Linked DNA regions of Sus scrofa: all the other regions are linked to region 2. The links are chromatin contacts, called in public Hi-C and promoter capture Hi-C maps. All regions are on one chromosome and are shown on one strand. Each heading gives the region's core, a stretch centred on a gene start, on an enhancer-like site or on the middle of the called end of the contact. The rest is flanking DNA. Distances are from core to core; before and after follow the strand shown. Region 1 holds the start of SYNGR4 (synaptogyrin-4). Region 2 holds the start of DBP (D site-binding protein). Region 3 holds the start of FTL (ferritin light chain).

Region 1 (2,700 bases), core at 92-2,591, 210 kb after region 2:
TGCAGGGTAAAGGGGCTGCCAAGGGTCTCAGGAGAGGAGGGCATGGGATGGAGGGTTCTGGAGGAGTTCCAGTATGGGGTTAGGTGGGGTGAAGGAGCTGTTGGGGGTTCTAGGGGTGAGGGCGCGGGATGAGAGGGTGGCTGATGGTCCCATGCATTGCGGTGCAGGGTGAGGGAGCTTCTGAGAATTCCAGAGGCAGGGGTCCAGGGTGAGAGGGCTGCTGGGGGTGTGGTCCCAGGAGTCAGGAGTGCAGGCTGGGGAGGCTATGGGGTGAGGGGGCTGTTAGGGCCCCAGAGGTGCAGGGTGGTGCACGGGGCAGGGAGAAGGGGCGGGGAGAGGGTGGGATGTTGATGTCATGTCCTTGACACGGGAGCCAGAGTACCCATTTTAAGACCTGTGTTAATGGGATTTATTAGGGGTGTTGGGAGATCAGAACCCCTGGGAGGTCTGAATCAGGGGGATCCCTTTCAGGCTTTGAGATGACAGCCCCCCGAGTGGAGATCCCAGGCATCTCAGGGTAGATTTCAGGCTGTCCTGGTAATTTGGGGTGATATCCTTAGAATCAGGGCTACCCCTTAGAATTCGTTCCATCTTCATAAAAGTGCATTTCCTCAAATCGGGGGTCCGGACCGCAGATGTGCGGGGAACGTGAGCTCCAAATAGCTTCCTCGCAGAATGAGGAGGCCGAGCCCCCGGCACTAAGCTACCTTCAGAGAATCGGGGTCTTCCCTTTAAGGACTCTGGACGCTGGGGCTCAAGGGTGGTGAGTTTTGGAGGTGATGCTGCCTGACAGAGTCACCTCTACTCTGGAGGCCCGGTCTGCGTCACCTGGAGGCCTGCTCTTCCTTCCGCTCACCCTGCCCTCCTGGTCCCTAGCGCCACCTCAGACTTCTTTGGGCTCCTCTTTTTCCCGCCTTTTCGCTCCTCCACTGCTGATTGGCTGCGCCGAAGCCCCGCCCCTCTCTTTTCCCGCCTTCTCTGAAGCGGACAGGGGCAGGGGCGTGGCCTCAGAGGACGTTGGGCGGCCCGCCGTTGGCAGGCTGCGCGCGGGAGCTCGGCCCATCCCCGGCAGTCCCGGGAGCTTCGCGCTCGCCCCGCCCCTTGGAAGTCTGCGGACAAAGAGATACTTCTTCGGCGCATGCGCCGAGTCCAAGGAGGGCGAGAGAGGGAGGTGACGGGTCGCGCATGCGCAACCGAGACGCGTCCTTAGAAGAAAAATGGTTCCCCCACCCGGCTCCAAGACCCAGGATTTGCGCATGCGTCTTACTGCGGACTGAAGCCGAACCTCGGAGGCCCAGAACGCTTTTCTGCACATGCGCAAGAGGCTCAATGACAGTCGAGCGTTGGCTAAGGTGAGGGAAATGGGGAAAGATTGTATGATCGGGGTGGGCGGCTCTGCACCCCTATATAGCCTTCCGAGCATATCCTATGCCCTTAAGATCCACCTGCCGCCTAGACCCCGCAGAGACCAGTTGTACCACAACAGGGCTACTGGGCCTGCAAAACACCCTAGGACTTAAGACCTCTGACCCCAGCCTGGGACTCAAGCCAACTGAACAGTGTGGGAGAGGACTGGCACTGCGCCCTGCCTGGGGTAGAAACGGCCCCTGGAGGTTGGGACACAGAGGTGGAGAGGACGCTTTTCCCCCGATGACCTTTGACCTCTGCCCATTTCCCTCCTTTAGGCTGCGGGGAAAGGGTCTGGCTATGCTGCATGTGACCCGGGGGGTCTGGGGATCCAGGGTCCGAATATGGCCCCTGTTGCCCGCGCTCCTCGGGCACCCCCGGGCCCTGTCATCGCTGGCGGTCAAGATGGGGGAGTACCGCAAGATGTGGAACCCCACAGAGCCCCGCGACTGGGCCCAGCAGTACCGCGAACGTTTCATCCCGTTCTCCAAAGATCAGCTGCTCCGCCTCCTGATACAGGTACAGCTCACCCGGGTCCAAGAGCCTGGGGACTACCACTCCCGGCAGGCCTCGCGGCGATACAGCCCTTCATGCTATAGAGGACTGCCCTGGCGCCCCCTGGGAATTGTAGTTCCCTTCCTCGTCATACTCCCAGGTGGGCGTGGAGTGCTTTGGAATGCAAGAGACAGACCTCTGAGATGCAGGTGCAGCAGCAATTCCAGACTCTAGCTTGTTCTGAGGGCTTGAACAAGCACTCCCCAGGGCATGGTTTTTCCCTCTTCAAAACAGGTCTAATAATCATCCTCATCATTATTACCACCTAATAATAGTTATTATATCCACTGTTTGAGCTCTTACTGTATGGCCCTGTGCTAAGCATTTTCCATGTATTATGGAAATACTGAACAACCCAATAAGAGAGGTATCACCATCTTCCCATTTTAAAATGAAGTAACTGAAGCAGGAGAAGGGAAGTGACTCACCGAAGGTCATGACTAGTGGCCAAGATTTGAACTGAAGTGGTCTGACTCCTAAGCAGAGTGGGGACTAGGGTGAGACAAGTAGGCACTTACTTGACCCTAAGAGCTTAAGCGCTTACCCCACCATCACCATTATACTTGTGATTACTCTGGATTGGCATTCATTCATTTAATATATATATATTTTTAAATTATATGGCTGCACCTGCAGTATGAGGTTCCCAATCTGAGAAGCAACGCTGGATCTTTTAACCAGCTTCACCAGGTGGAGATTGAACCCCCACCTCCGCAGTGAACTAAGCTACTGCAATTG
Region 2 (2,700 bases), core at 197-2,696:
TGGCAGATGCACTCCCTGAGACTCCTGAGCCAGAATCCTCCGTCCCAGATCTTCCAGAGCCTCAGTGGGAACGGCCGGCCCCTGCAGCCCTTGGCCCACAGGGCCTTGAGGGGCAACAGGGACCCCAGGCACCCCGAGAGGCGCTGCCGAGGCCCCAACTACCGCCTGCATGGTATGATCCAGTATGCACCCCCTCGTCTTGGTCTAACCCGCCTATGTGTCTGTCTCCCCTTGGTGTCTCAATATGATACAGTCCTACCCTTCTTTGCTGCTTCTGTGTGATCCAGCCTCCTGAGCTCTCACTCGCTCTTTCTCCCTTCTCCATTTGTGTCAACGTGGTACAGCCCACCTCTCCGTCATAGACCATTGCTGGTCCATGATTTGTCTTTCCTCCTCACTGCTTGCGACTTGCAACTTGGTGTATAACCCGAACCCCCTTGCTTCCATGGGGGTACGATCAACTACTGGACCGTGGCTCTTGTTAAGGCTTTCTGAAATGGTATCGCCCGAAACCTTTCCCCTCTTTCCATGTGGTACAACCCTACGCTGGTCCAAAGTCTGACACCCCCTTCACTGAAAAACAACATGGTACAATCCCCTTCCCCTTCTACTGCCTCCTCTTGGTTCAGTCCAGTGATCTGACATCCACCTCTCTGGCTTCCCAACATGGTATAGCCTAGGCCTCCCCGTGAATACCGTCGCGTAGTTCAGCCTGATGCTGAAACTGGACGTCCCTGTGCCACCCTCCTGCTGCCTCCCTATGGTTCAGCCCACTGCCAGTTCGCAATCTGTCCTTTTCCCCTAGCTTCTCAAGCTGGTACATTCCAGTTTCCCCTTCGCAGCCTGCCTGTGGTATGGCCCGGCGCAGCCCAGCACCGCTACCCCGCCTCCTGCACGCCCCTGCACGCCCCCTACCCGGTGCATCCTATCAGGCCCTAAACTAACGCCCCCCACCGGTTTCGTCTTACAGTGGATGGTGCCCCCCACGGTCGCTGAGACTCCCCATCGAGGATTGCGCCTGCCTTGCCCAAGCCTCCCCACAGAGGGAGGGGAGTCACCCCCAAAACAAAGCTATTAAAGGGACAGAATACTTCCTGTATCTCAGTGGTCTGATTCTAGGCGCGGCGGGGAAGCATTTGGATATTAAAGAATAGCAGCCTTCTTCTAGAAACCAATCTCCCACTTCCTAAACCCCACTACTCGGGTTTTTGGCTTCCTTTTTCCAAAACAATCATTAGGATTTGTGGCTCCTGTATGGCTCTTCTCCCGCGCCCCCCACCCTCTCACCCACCCTCCCAGTCAGGCAGCACGCGCAGAGCCATGTGCTTCCCCCTCCCGCCTGCCTCATTGGCCTGAACTGGGTCACGGTCCCGCCCCCAGAGCCGTCTCCCATTGGGCAAATGTAGGTCAGGGTCCCGCCTCCCTCCAAATGGCAAGGTAACTTCACTCACTGAGCCCCTTGCTCGCGCACTCCAGGCCTCGGCAGATCCAGGAGTCCCATTGGCTGTGGGTCTCGAGGGGTCGAGACGCGATTGGCCTGCGCTTTCAGCGGGAGGGAGGCACGCGGCTGGGGTGCAAGGCCTGAGAGTCCGGCGGGGCCAAGAGGAGGGGTGCGCGCTGTGGCGTCGGGTGTTTTGGTTTGGCTTTTTTTTTTTTTTTTCCGCGAAAGAAGTTTGCTTTGGCCACGCCTCAAGGCAGCCGCCTCCTCCTGCCCTCTCCCCCGCCCCTCCGCGCACACCTCTTGGTGCAGATTGCAAAGCTCCTTCCTTAGAGAGAGCTGCAGATTTTGCAAGAGCCAGGCTCGCCCACCTTGTAGGAGCGCCTTGTGTCCCCTTGAGCCCTCGGTTGCAAAGAGCTGGCCGCCTGATTTGATCACTCCCTCACCCAGACTGTATGGTCTCCTGGGACCCTCTTGAGTTGCACATTTCTGCACCGAGGACTGCAAATCCCCATCGCTCCTAGGACTTGCAGTGTTCTGGAGACTGGAGACTGGAGGCTTGCAAGCTACTTTCGCCCGCCCCTGGGCAGACACCCGCCTGAACCACAGGAGTGTGCCGCTGACTGGCAAGCCAGCTCTTCGCCTCTCTATGAGCCCGTGAGCCTGCGGGCAGGTGCCGGGCGATGGCGCGGCCCGTGAGCGACAGGACCCCGGCCCCCCTGCTGCTGGGCGGCCCGGCCGGGGCCCCCCCTGGCGGGGGAGCGCTGCTTGGGTTGCGGAGCCTTCTGCAGGGGACCAGCAAGCCCAAAGAGCCAACCAGCTGTGAGTTCTAGCCCCCCCCCCCCCAGCTCTTAGGGACTCCAGTGCTGGGAGGGTCCACAGATACCTCTTACGTGCCCAGAGTCCACCCTTCCAACCTTTATCTACCCCAATACTTAGGTGTTTAAGCCCCTAGATCCCTCAGCACCCAGGACCCAAAAATACCGGCTTTCAAGCCCGTCCACCCCGAGGACTCGAGACTCTAGGCCCCAGCCCCCTGTTTCTTGTGGTTCCGAGAGTCTTGGACTCTTGGGGTCGAGGGAGAAGGGAGGGGGGTGTGTCGGATGCTCACACGGTAGTTACACGGGCTTGGGCGGAGCCTCCTGGGGTCACATGGAGTCTAGGGACGAGGAATGTGCCCCAGAAATAGAACCCCTTCCTGACCCTTACGGGGGGGGGAGATCGAGGAGAAAGGGGTACAGTGCGCGGGGGGTAGGGGGCTA
Region 3 (2,700 bases), core at 53-2,552, 240 kb before region 2:
ACCATTTGTAAATCTAACAATGTGATGGATGGGGGAGGGAGGCTCAGAAGGCAATGAGCCCAATCAAACGTGGCCAAGGTTAACTATTAACTCAAGATGCAGGCTTCCTGCCAGGAAAGGTCTTGGGATGGATAGGGAGAAAATGGAGATACTCACGTGGGGGTCTGCGCGGGCAGAACCCAGCGCATGCAGATCCACAAGAGCCTGGTTCAGTCCCTTCTCCAAGTGAAGGGCGGCTTCCATAGCGTCCTGGGTTTTACCCCACTCATCTTGAGATGGTTTCTATACGGAAGGCAGAGACCGCTCAGTACTAACCACGCACACGCTGGAAAGGACTAAAAACTAATTTCCCAGTAGTGACGGGAGTTAGGGCTTAAGCCGAAAAAACGTCTAAGAGCTTAAATCGATCACCCTCAGTGTCTCACAACCTTACGCTCCAGGATACCACACGCTGCGGTCTGGACCGCCACTTCGTGGGGGAACTGAACCCGCCTCCGTTTCCAGCTGTAATACAACCACCCACACAAAACTGAACTCCATCTCCCAGAAGCCTACGCCGTGCCTGAACAGCCCTGGTCAAAGGGCTTCAAGCGCAGGGGCCGCTGGGAATCGTAGTCCGCTGCTCACACTGTTTACCTGCACGTCCTGGAAGAGGGCGCGGCCACCGCGCTGGTTTTGCATTTTCAAGAGACGCTCCGAACCCTCGCGCTTCTCCTCGGCCAATTCGCGAAAAAAATGACTCACGCCCTCCAGAGCCACATCGTCGCGGTTGAAATAGAAGCCCTGCGGGAAGAGAAGGCGTGAACAATGGTTAGCCGGAGGCGAGGCCGGGCTTGCGGACTCCGCCTTCCAACTACACAGTGGGACAAAGAAGGCCAGCGCGTGCGCAGAGGGTCAGAGGTGCGCAGCTAAGGGAAACTTGGGCCGGGGGCATCTTGGGGACCCTTACCAGAGAGAGGTAGGTGTAGGAGGCCTGCAGATGCATGTTGATCAGGCGGTTGACGAAGGCCTCCACCTCGGTGGAATAATTCTGACGAACCTGGGAGCTCATGGCTGGTCGGCAATAAGGAGCTAAGCTCAAAAAATGGTGTTGGCTGGTCCCGGAGACTGAAGATAGCTGAGAGGCGGAGTCCGAAGGTTGCGACTGGAAAAAAGGTTGGAGGGTAGTCGGAGGCTGGAGCAAGGGGCGTCCCTGGGTCTGTTCCGTCCAAACACTGTTGAAGCAAGAGACAGATCCGGGGGACCGCCGAGCACACTGCGAGTTTGTGGCCAGGGCGGCTCCTTTTATAGCGCGCGGGGAACCTGAGCAGTGGGGCGGTCGGGGAGAGGAGTCAGCCAATCTGCGGGGGCGGGAGGCTGGACTTGGAGCTCGCTCGTGACCAATCAGGAGCAGATAGGAGCCCCAGCCTCCCGCCCGGAGGTAGGGAAGTCACGCGCTCTGAGCGCGAGGTTGTTGTGAAAGGAGAAATCGCGGGATGGGGGGTTTCATGGGGAGCAAGGGTTCTGGGACTAAATCTGGGAAGTGAGAGAATTCTAGGGGTACTTCCTGGTAGTGAAAGATTAGTGAGAGCACTGGGAGCCCTGGAAAATAATGATTCTTGGTTCCTGAGGATGTCTCAGGAAAGTAGGTTGGATGCGGGGGTTGTGTCAGAGCGAGGACTTTTCTGGAGCCCTGGGGGTTCCTCAGAGGTGCAGAAACGTCCAGAGGAGTGGGGTTGCCCTGGGAGATAAGGGGTCGGGTTGGGGGGGGCCCTCGATCATTGGGAAGTTTGGAAGGCTGTGAGATATTTCTAGATACTTAGGGTGCTCTCTGTGAAATGGGTTGGCTGGGGCACCTGGAGACTTGGGGTTCACTCAAAAGTGAATTCGGAAGACCATGGAAGTCCCTATTTTTATGGAAACTTCCAGGGGGAAGTCTTGGGCCCTTGAGGTGATCTGCAAGATTAAAAGAGACAGTTGGAGAGCCCTGGGATTCAGCCTGGGAATAAGGGAGAGGGATGTTTCTGGAAGCCTAGTGGGATCTTCTTAAAGAGGTGGGGGCTCTTGGAGAGCCCTTTGGGAGCCCTCAAAAGATTGGGCCACTTGGAATCCTGTGGGGTTTTTTGAAAGCCCACTGTTTTTGTGGGAGCTGAGATGGAAAGGGGTGAAAGGACATTGGAACTTTGGAGGTTTCTCTGAGGTTGCATATCCTGGCTCCAAAGCAATCTCTCTGAAGCTGCCTCTGTCTTGCCTGACACATGCTCCTTCAAGATCACAGAGGTGGGGGAGTTCCCATCATGGCGCAGCAGAAACTATCCAACTAGGAATCATGAGGTTTCAGGTTCGGTCCCTGGTCTCGCTCAGTGGGTTAAGGATCTGGCGTTGCCCTGAGCTGTGGTGTAGGTCGCAGACCCAGCTCGGATCACAGCTGTAGCTGATTCACATCCTAGCCTGGGAACTTCCATATGCCACAGGTGCCAGCCCTAAGAAACAAACAAAAAGATCAGAGACAGGTGCTGAGGACTGGTGGCTGGGATGTCTGTCTTTAACTAAGGGACATTTTAAAATTGTGTCTGGTCCAGGTTGGTGCCTGGGTGGCAGTGCCAGCTCATACCAAGATTCTTGCCTTCAAGGAGCTCCTTGTTGTTGGGAGAAAGGAGAAACAAAGACAGGAACTTGACCCTATTTAGGCGCCCTTAATGCAGGCAGCTGGAGGCTGGG

What was found. Promoter capture Hi-C pulls out the DNA fragments that hold promoters and counts their contacts. Hi-C and Micro-C count contacts between places; a contact is called where the count stands out from the background.
Region 1: a contact with region 2 is called in a Hi-C map of liver, with 2.8 times the contacts expected there. The contact joins the promoter of SYNGR4 here to the promoter of DBP in region 2. A contact is called at or near these places in 1 of 5 promoter capture datasets (fetal liver), 2 of 47 Hi-C or Micro-C datasets (both in liver) and 1 of 2 datasets of contacts at active chromatin or transcription factors (skeletal muscle).
Region 3: a contact with region 2 is called in a promoter capture Hi-C map of liver, with 2.0 times the contacts expected there. The contact joins the promoter of FTL here to the promoter of DBP in region 2. A contact is called at or near these places in 2 of 5 promoter capture datasets (fetal skeletal muscle and liver), 6 of 47 Hi-C or Micro-C datasets (embryonic fibroblasts, heart right ventricle, liver and 1 more) and 2 of 2 datasets of contacts at active chromatin or transcription factors (alveolar macrophages and skeletal muscle).

Annotation. Positions count from the first base shown.
Region 1 is chr6:53,782,805-53,785,504 of Sscrofa11.1, reverse strand. It overlaps SYNGR4 (synaptogyrin-4), which reads right to left and starts at 1,341. Exons shown (of 5, transcript XM_021094669.1): 1 at 1,268-1,341. The coding sequence starts at 1,315. It overlaps TMEM143 (transmembrane protein 143), which reads left to right and starts at 1,162. Exons shown (of 7, transcript XM_013998565.2): 1 at 1,162-1,352; 2 at 1,686-1,926. The coding sequence starts at 1,186.
Region 2 is chr6:53,991,790-53,994,489 of Sscrofa11.1, reverse strand. It overlaps DBP (D site-binding protein), which reads left to right and starts at 1,446. Exons shown (of 4, transcript XM_003127286.6): 1 at 1,446-2,260. The coding sequence starts at 2,122. It overlaps CA11 (carbonic anhydrase 11), which reads left to right. Exons shown (of 9, transcript NM_001004038.1): 8 at 7-172; 9 at 971-1,093. The coding sequence ends at 996. LOC110261016 (a long non-coding RNA gene) reads right to left here and starts at 384. Exons shown (of 3, transcript XR_002344719.1): 1 at 260-384.
Region 3 is chr6:54,229,723-54,232,422 of Sscrofa11.1, reverse strand. It overlaps FTL (ferritin light chain), which reads right to left and starts at 1,302. Exons shown (of 5, transcript NM_001244131.1): 1 at 950-1,302; 2 at 637-783; 3 at 157-282. The coding sequence starts at 1,051.